Regions from separate parts of the Zea mays genome. Here regions 1 and 2 are each linked to region 3. Evidence: chromatin contacts called from public Hi-C data. All regions are on one chromosome and are shown on one strand. The core of a region is the stretch at or near the end of the contact, and the rest is flanking DNA. Distances in the headings are between cores, read along the strand shown.

Evidence for each region. Hi-C and Micro-C count contacts between places; a contact is called where the count stands out from the background.
Region 1: a Hi-C map of tassel shows a contact between it and region 3, with 2.8 times the contacts expected there. The contact joins the promoter of LOC103645297 here to the promoter of LOC100038320 in region 3. A contact is called at or near these places in 3 of 25 Hi-C or Micro-C datasets (ear, leaf and tassel).
Region 2: a contact with region 3 is called in a Hi-C map of ear, with 2.3 times the contacts expected there. The contact joins the promoter of LOC100277068 here to the promoter of LOC100038320 in region 3. A contact is called at or near these places in 2 of 25 Hi-C or Micro-C datasets (ear and tassel).

The regions. Positions count from the first base shown.
Region 1 is chr1:220,329,673-220,332,944 of Zm-B73-REFERENCE-NAM-5.0, forward strand. It overlaps LOC103645297 (DNA repair protein RAD4), which reads right to left and starts at 1,690. Exons shown (of 13, transcript XM_020546698.2): 1 at 1,484-1,690; 2 at 1,304-1,374; 3 at 1-249. The coding sequence starts at 1,538.
Region 2 is chr1:220,649,358-220,652,589 of Zm-B73-REFERENCE-NAM-5.0, forward strand. LOC100277068 reads left to right here and starts at 1,561. Exons shown (of 3, transcript NM_001150735.3): 1 at 1,561-1,936; 2 at 2,792-3,029. The coding sequence starts at 1,634.
Region 3 is chr1:220,499,046-220,502,131 of Zm-B73-REFERENCE-NAM-5.0, forward strand. It overlaps LOC100038320 (KANADI1), which reads right to left and starts at 1,814. Exons shown (of 6, transcript NM_001308509.1): 1 at 556-1,814; 2 at 312-388. The coding sequence starts at 1,381.

The sequences.
Region 1 (3,272 bases), core at 440-2,939, 170 kb before region 3:
AGAAGGTATGTCGTTGAACTCAACAGTCATGGTCTCTCTGAGCTCAACAGAATCCTCAATGTGCTCCACGTGCCCCTCTTCCCAGTCCATTTCAGTTGCATCAATGTTATCAAGCGATTCTGTTTGCTCCTCCAAATTATTCTTTTCACAGCTCCCAGCACTGCAAGGTTTCACACTAGCATTATCTTTGGACTCAGTCTTGGGTCTACCTTTCCTGCGTGCATCCCGGAGTGGGGATGCTGTTTCCACCTGAAGAGCAGGATGTAAGTAAATCCCATTAGTAGACAAATAAGCTTCCTTTACGTATCTAACCTTCATATCAAAGCCCTGTTCTTAAGGCGACGCCTAGGCGTCCAGGCGGAGGTCCAACGCCTAGGCGCCTTGCCGCCTACCTCGCCTAGGCGTCGCCTAGGCATCCAGGCGGTGGTCCAACGCCTTGGCTCGCCTTACCGCTTTAAAAATCATGTATCAAAGGAAACATTTTGCATTCTACTTTTTTGGGTGAAAAGGGCATTTTGCATCCCACCTTCGTGCAACCATCACATACATTTATTTAATTTTACCAAATATATTTAGAAAGCACTATAGTAATCTTCCTTTGGGATAAATTCGCTTGGAATCCTTAATCACAATGTATTGCTCAACAAAACTGGATGCTTCAACAATAAAGGCATGCAATTTAAACCAATTTTTGAAGTGAGAACTATGGTTCCGAGTCGTTGTATGGTTGGTGGAGGATTTTAAGAAGGCTTTGCAGCAGGCAATCGAGGAGAATTTTTGACGGTCTTCTGATTTATTTTTGGTGGAGCTTATGGTTGGAAAGAAACAATAGAATCTTTATCAGGCAGCACAGATCTGCAGAGCAGGTTGCTTTTGTGGTGAAGGAGCCCGTTGGTTGTTAACGGGCTATGCTGGGTTGGTTGGTTGGTCTGTTCAGTAGGTTTTATTTCGTTGTTTTGTTCTTCTCTCTTGCTTCTATCGTGTCTTCTTTAAGTTTATTCCCTTTCTAATATACTGGAGCCGCAAATCTTTTGCCACTCCCTTTCAAAAAAAATTAAACCAATTTTTGAAGTGAAGTCTCAATTCGTTTGACCTGAACAAGTGCTCTGCGCCACGAAATCCCGCACTGACTCCAAGCCATGGAGAACCCGAATCCACGATACAACGGTCCTAAACTGCAATTGAATGAAAACCCCTATGCCTAAGTTTGATTAACTTCTCATCGACCGGAAGAGCACCGACGTGTGGATTAGATAATTACACGCAGATATACGGGGCACCAGACAAAAGGCCTCAGCCTCACCTTGGTGGCAGGTGATTTCCCATTCGCGGCAGGCGAAGCCCTCCGGCGACCAGCGACCTCCGCGCTTGGTCCTGTACAATGAAGCGGAAACCGTGAACGAAAACACGCAGAGCAAAGAGCAATGGGAGCACGGGAATGGGACAGGGGAAAAGGGGGTTTTGGCGAGGGCGGGGCACGAACCAGCAGCGGGTGGAGGATTAACCCCGCTGGCGGACTGGCTCCTCGTCCGCCGCATTACTAGGTGCTTGGAGCTCGTTCCCTCCCTGTGATTGTTGGAGGGGACGAAGAAGCCGAAGGAAGCAAAAGAAAAAGGCGGGTTAGGTTTTTAGAGCGACGGCCGACGGAGCCGGCGAGCCGCGGCGGGTGCGTCGGGGTTTCGCGCGCCCAACGTCAGGGCGTCTAGTTTTTATTCTTCCTATTATAGCACTCACATCAAATTTAACTTCTCTAAAATAGTATTTATAAATTAATCTCTTCTTTAAAATAGGATTAAGTGCATTTTTACTCTCTTTTGTTTTCTTATTTTCTCCAGCACTAAATGACCGAACTGTCCCTAGCAGTTTTGATTTGCAGATCATGAGGCGTAACTCTCCCTTATCTATGGATAGATTCGGATGTCTAGATATCTGAATTATTCGTATTTGTATTCGGATAAAGTGCTAATATGGATATCTGTATTCGTATTCGATTTTGATATAGATGTTAAATTGACATCTTCGAATTCGGTTTTTCTTTATCCGATATAAGATTCGTATTCGGTAATATTGGACAAAACCGTAAAATATTCGATACTATTTGTATCCGAAAGTAAAAAGTATACGATAAAATCAATTTAAACTTACTTTTATTACTAATTACTAATTACAAGTGATCTTAAACTTTAAATAATGTACTAAAAACTGATATACACCATTTAAAATGTTAAAAATATTCATATCATAAATAAATGATTGTGTTAATCTTACATTACAAGTGATACACAATGATAAGTTTTAATTAATATTAAAAAAGTCTAATTTCGAATACATTAGATTATTTGAGTTTTTAGAGTCCATAATACAAATATACTTAATATACGAAAAGATTATATTTAGAGTCCAAAATATAAATATACCAAGTATAAATAATTTATTTAAAAATATGACATTCAACTAAGTTTCAATTAAATAATGTATATGTACTATTGTTTATAATTTGCTTGTAATATGATTTTATCAACTATAAATCTATCGATAAAACAAATTAATACTTGTTATGATGCTATGTTCCAAATCAAGTAAGTATCCGAATGTGAATCTGAATTCGAACTATTCGTTTTATATTCGTATCCGATAGTATCTGTATCTGTATTCGTATTCAAATTAAAATATGGTAAATAGTGACATTCGGATTTGTTTCCATGCGTATCCGATCCGAATCCATCCCTACCCTTATCGACGCTAGGACTCGGCCTCTGTGTCACTCTCCTCTTTTGCTTGGCCTGCATGAGTAGAGTACCCAAGGGGGAGTCGTTCTTGGATCCATTCGTCTAGCAAAGGAGGCCGCTGTCGATGATGGCGGAGCTGATGGCGAGCCCATGGCAGCCCCTCCATCCTAGCAGTGTCCTCCTTCATCATGGCCGACGTACCTCGGTGACCCCGGCCTTGGCTGTCTCGGGTAGACGACTTCTCCAAACACCGACCTCGCTTCCTCTACCTTGTATCCCGCTCCTCCCGACTGCCACGTCGCATGCGCTAGTGACCCCTCGATAGGCAGGGTGGCAACCTCGCTCACTACGGGAATCGGGCGCTTTGCCGAGTGCCTGAAGCACTCGGCAAAGCCTGAAAAACACTCGGCAAAGAGGGCTCGGCGAATAGTACATCGACAAAGGCTTCTTTGTCGAGTACTTTTTCTCGGGCACTCGGCACAGACTTTGCCGATTGCCAGACGGTACTCGGCAAAGAAAAGCAGCCGTCACGACGCCGGAGTG
Region 2 (3,232 bases), core at 311-2,810, 150 kb after region 3:
GGGGCCTCTATACAAATTTTTGCTTAGGGCCTCCGAAATGTCAGGACCGGCCCTGAAAGAGCCTCGACAGATATGGCCTAGCTGCTAGACGTGAGCCTGCTAGCCTATTACAGGCATGCAAACAGGCCAAATCTGACATGTTTTTATATTGGTAGAGAGATAACCAGAACGCTTAAAACATGCTCTTCCGGCCAGTAGAAACAGTATCCAACGCCCAACGGAACGGTACGATACATGGATGGAGGACGTGAATGCAGCACGCTTACCTGCAGGTGGTCCTGCGGGTTATACCTAAGGATGGCAACAGATCGGATTTGGATCGGATATTGCAAATATCCATCCGCAACCATATGTGCGGTTGCAACAAATATCCGTCTGCGACCATACCCGCGGATAGAAATTTATATCTATGATCATGTCCATCGGGTTTCGGATATCCATCGGATATAAAAGACAATCATTTTTCAACAATTGAATAGCATAATTAATCAATGTTCTTTCCAATTCACCATCATACACAATTAAAACTTAACTAGCCAGTTGCTCGTGCTTTGATACGATTTTTAAATACCATATAAATTGCTATTGACATATTTATTCAAATATAATTATTTTTATTTCTAAACACTAAGTTACATGTAGTCTGGTGGTTAGCCCCAAATTTCTAAGGCAGGGGGGTGTGGGTTCAAGTGCTCGCTCTGCACTATTTTTTGCACGGGGTCGGGTGCTGGGCAGACGCAATAGCTAGTTGTGCGGGCATTGGGGCGAGCCCAGAATGTCAGTGCGGAGGGTGAAGCCGTGATAGCACCAGACACCCATATTAGGTTCTTAATAGATTTGTGCGTTGCCACGAGGCGGGGGAGCATGGGGCGGCGCCTAGGCTACAAATATAATTTTTGTTTATTTCTAAATACTAAGATATGTTGGTATCGTAGTTAGCCCCAAATTTCTAGATTAAAGGGATGTAGGTTCGAGGGATTATCATGCACTTTTTTTTTTGCGATGCTTGGTGGGGAGGGTAAAGCCGTGGTAGCACCAGATGCCCACATTAGGTTCTTAATATTAATATATATAGTAGTATAGATAAAAGAATTATTATGGGCCCGCAGGTCGTGGTTAGGGTCACTAGAGCTTGAAAGGGTTGGCCGTCATTGGTGCTATGGACTATATCACTTGGAAGCAAGGGGCCACAACACACGGCGCAGGAAATCAGCAAGGCTACAAGGAGTGACCAACATTGGGGGATTGAGAGTGTTAGACGTGAGGCTCATAGTGTTAGGGTTTTTCGGATATCCAACTGATAACGCGCGGCTGAAAGGTAATATACTAATCTATGTGCGTCTAATTTAAGGTAGAATTCGGTTCTGACCCATAAATCAAAATATATATCTATATCTAGCTTCATCGGGTCAGATATTCGAGGATATCAAATACTCCGGTTAAATTGACACCCCTCGTTACACTTCTCACGGTCTCACCTACATGGCGATGGCCGCGCTCCACTCGCCACGTGTCCCCGAACCCTCATGTAAATCCAGCACGGTGCATACCCAATCAGTTCCCGTTCCCCTCGTCGACACCTGCAGTGCCAAGTTGCATCGACTCCTCCCCGGTCCTCCACCGCCCGCCGCCGATGGATGTGGATGTGGACGAGGCCACCGCCACCCCTGCCTCCGCCTCTGCCAAGCCCGCTTCCAACGGCGAGGCCCCCTCCGGCGCCCGCGAGGTGGATGTCGGCGAGGAGTACACGCTCGCCGGCGTTCTGCGCAGCTTCGTCGACGGCGTCTGGTACCCGGACGAGCCGCTGCTCCGGCGGCTCCGGGCGGCGTCCTGCGAGGCCGCGCCGCGGCTGAAGGGGGCGTCTCGGAACTCAGCGCGGGATCTGCTCGAGTGGACAAGGCAGGGCAGCGGCCTCCGCGCCATCCTCGTCATCTCGGTGGGCGCGCCTCATTGATCCGTAACATAAGCACGGGTTTTCATGTCCTGTTTACTAAATCTGACTCGATGTTCTTTAGGTGATTGCGTATTGGTACACTTGTTTTACTTTGTGCTATCAGTCAATTGGGTTACTGTGTCATATAGCATTGAAATGTTGGTTTATATTGGTACTGTTTAGGTCTCAGGGGCCAAAATGTTTACAAGATCTGTAGAGGGAAATGAAGAATAGGATGAATTGTAATCCCTCCTTCCTGAAATATAATAGGTATATGCAGGGATGGCAATGGAGAATTGTTCATCGCAGAATAGCTCCACACAGGGGCGAAGCTAGGATTCAAAATTAGAGGGGACCAAATTAGATTAGGGGGCTATTAGAAACATTTTTTGCACTATTTACATAAAATTAGCTAAAGACCTAAGATATCCTGCACATCCCGTCCCCGTGGCCTCTATGTTTGCCCTAAATCAATCTTTAACATCTACAACCTCAAATAGGTAAACAATAAAAATAGATTTAGTACGGTATCAGGGTTTTTAATACTGCTCATTTAGTATCGTAAATATTATCGGTTTTTTCTAAAAACTTATTAAACTGAGCTTAGTTTGACGACTTCGGACAGCTCAAAACTTGCATTTCAAGGTGGAGACTGGAGAGTGCATCTTGTAAGCGGAAACAAAAACATGGTGGATTACTTTCGGTAGCAACAGAGCATGGTTGATTGCTTTCGCATGCAGTTTTGATCCCATAAAACTCTTACATGATACCTTGGTTTGGTATGGCATCCATTTTAGCAATTATTGAAATTTCTCAGTAAATAAATTTTCCTCATTTTACCCTTTTCTGATCTGGCAGGTCGGGACAATCATGCCTATAGCATTGACTGGCCTTTTAATCTTCATGTTCTTTCTGCTAATTGCCACTGCTAATGCGATCATCGTCTCAGCCCTGATGTCACTGGCCGCTGCTGGCGGATTCTTGGCTATCTTCTTTGCTTGCTTGGTTGCAGTGTATATTGGAGCAGTAGGAGTTGCTATCTTTGCCATTTCTGCCATTGTCATCTCATCAGTTGTTGGAGTTATGATTACTACTGGTAAACCATCTTTATTCCCCTGTAGTACAAGATTGTAGTGCTGTTGGTATGTTACTAAGCAAACAACCTTCAGGCATAATATAAATCTTAAATACTTTACCTGAATCTCCAACCATTATAGAAGATGTTCTGTACTTCTGTATCTGAAGTTAATTTGGTCAACGTTAATATGGTGAAACTATAAGAAATGTTTCTTTTTTTCC
Region 3 (3,086 bases), core at 564-3,063:
TCTCCCCATCTCTCTAGGCTCTCTCTCTAGCTATACTAGTAGCTCCCCCTTTCCTCTCTGCTAGGTGCTAGCTAGGGATGGCAGTTTCTTGGCTGAGAGTCTGCACAAGCACATCTGACGACTTTCTCTCTCACTGAACACATCGTCCCTCGGAGTCTGTGCCCTGGCTGGCACCTCGTCAAGATTTGACCTCCTTCCTTGTACATGAGCCCCGAACGGGAACAAGAAATGCAGGAAGAACACAGAATAATTAAAGAATCGCACGGGTAGACAGAATTAAAGAACCAAGACCTCATCGGCCGGAACTCAACCTGCAAATGACTCTTCACATGCGCTAGCGTCAGATCCTTCACGTCCATCAGCTCCAGCACCGACTTGGGCGTCGCCCCTGTTGTGCGCGCGCAGAGAGGCCGGCCGCCGGCCGTGGAGAGGGAGATTAATCACATCCCGCATGAAATGATCCAAGCAGATCTCTGTGAACTGCATGGTTTTTTTTGGGGGGAGTTGTGGAGCTGAGGATGGAATGGATGCAAAGCGGAGGAATTAACGACTCACGCTCGTGGCCGCCGAGGAGCTCGACGGCGTGGACGAAACGCGCGTGCAGGCTGCTCGTCCACCGCATCCGCGGCGCGCGCATGCCGCGCCGGGAAGCCGGGAGCCTCGGCATGTAGCGGGCCGCGGCCAGGCTGCCCAAGTGCTGGCGGTGGTGGTGCCCGCTGCCGTAGCCGCGGAGCGTGTCGGCGAGCACGCCCTGGAGGTGGAGCCGGCCGGTGCTCGACAGCATCCGGTGGTACGCGGACGGCGAGAGGTACGACGACGCCGTGGGGTCGGACGCCGGCGGCGCCACGGCGCCAAGGGGCGCCGTCGTCGTCGACCGCAGGGACGAGGGCCACGACGACGAGGAGTGGTAGGGATTGTATAGCCCCACGGCGGCCTTGTGGTGGTGGCACTGCCGGTATTCGCCGCCGGCGCCAAGAAAAGGATGGGCGGCGCCGGTCCGCGGGCTGCTGTAGACGGGCACTCCGTTGATTGGCCTTGCCGGCGCCGCCTCCGCCGCGGCGTCGAACGAAAGCCGCGGCACGGTCACCGGCAAGAACGTTGCCTCCGCGGTGGACGAGGAGTAATTCGCCGCTGGCGGCCGGAGCCGCCATGGAAGGACGTCCCCGGCAGCCGCCTCCTGCCGCGGCGGCGGCGGCGAGAGCGACAGCTCGGTCGACGCCGTGGATCCGTTCAGACGGCGCCACGGGTCCCCTCCGGACGGCTGCGCACCACGCCCTACTCCTCCAGCGCCCAGCCCCGGGGCGGGAGACGGAGACGCGGCGCTGCTCGGAAGGCTGATGTGCAGCGAAAGGTCCGGGACCGACGCTGCCCGCGCCTCCATGGATGCCGCGCGCGCGCCCTACCTTTGGCTGGTGGCTGCAGCCTGAAGCAGCTAGTGTTAGCGTAAGGGATCGAACGAAGACGGCAGTGAAGGTTATTCTTGGAGTTCTTGGTGGCCGGGCTGGCGGTGCTGCTTATTTGCTTGTGCTTGTGTTTTCTGGTGTGTGTGGGTGTGTGGTGCCGCTTTTTTTGTGAGTTGCTATCGCTGTAGCTAGCTAGCTACAGAGCCAGTGCTTTCTCTCTCTCTTGTTCGTTCCTCTTTCTCTTGAGATGTCAAAGGAGATGAGATATTAGGGCAGCCGAAAGAATTCGATTGGTTTCTTGTGTTGTCAACTTTGTCATGGTTAGGTTACGGCAGTAAAAGGCAAGAGACATATGAGAAAGAGACTGATCAGACGAGTATAAATACACAGAATGGGGGCAGAGAGAGATTATGTGCAGCGGAGCGATATGGGAGAGAATATGTCTAGCATATCAGGGGCCTAGGGGTCGCTTGTGCGAACGCAGAAGAAGATGACAACCCTAGAGCGGGACCACAGGGAGTCAAGGGTGTATTTATATGACGATGAGTAAATTCATCAAAACTACACGTACGCCCTGTCAAAAATACTCCTATCCCATCATCAGACTTACATATACGTCATATTATACTTTCCTTAATACTACTGTTAATCATATTATACGTATTTTTCTGAAGGGTTAGAAGAAGTGATACAACTATAGAGCATAATAACACTCGATCCTTGACGGCTCGTTAGGCTAGGTCAAACGGCGGGCGTTAGCGACTAATGACTTGTGGTTGGTATTAATTGTGTCGCGGGGTCTTGTCGGTGTTTTGGGTCCGACCACACACCCGGGGTTGCCCCTCAAGGTGTTTTTAGGAGTAGGACGGTGTCGCCGACTGTAGCAAAATGGTTCGTGTCAGATGCACGAGAGACAGTGGGCAATGTTTACAGGTTCGGGCCGCTTAGAGATGCGTAACACCCTACGTCCTGGTGAGTATGCTTGGTGAACAAGGTTACAAGGTAGCTCTCCGAATTGAGAATGCAGAGAGTTGAGGTGAGTGGCTGAATAATAGGGTCGATCGTTCTGAAGGGGTGCCCCCTAGGCCTTATATACTCGACCGTGGGGCAATACATGTGGATATGATAACAGTGTGCACCTAAAAGATAGTAAACTGCTTTAGTCTATCTTCCTATGGTTCTGCCGACCTATCCTCGCATGGCTCCGTTGCATGGGGGCTCCAGCGCGGGAAAGTCGGATCTCTGTTGTGATCGCTTGCTCAACGTTGTGGGCCGTCCGGGCTTGCACCAGTCCGGCCTCATGTCAACCTGCTTTGCTGATTGTCCCTCCCCAGGCCCACGAAAGAATGACCTTACGATTTATTGGGCCCTTGGGCCTTTCGTGAGGTACTCTTCCAGTGGACCCGGGGGATATCTGTCCCCTACAAGCCCCCGATCTTTGGGTTGATTTTGAGGTAATCAGCCCAAAGATCCTAGGTCCAGCTTGCAGGTAATTTGGGGAAAACGATTTCTTACTGTCTCCTCCTGCTTTGATCACTCGTAAACGGAAGCTTTGTTTCGTGCTTGTGCCTTAGAGGTCGGCATTTCATTTTGTAGGACTCTAAACTTCATTGGGTGCACCGGAGTGTAGCCCCCGATCTTCGAATAGATTTTAGAAAATAATCTACTCGAAGGTCTTCATCA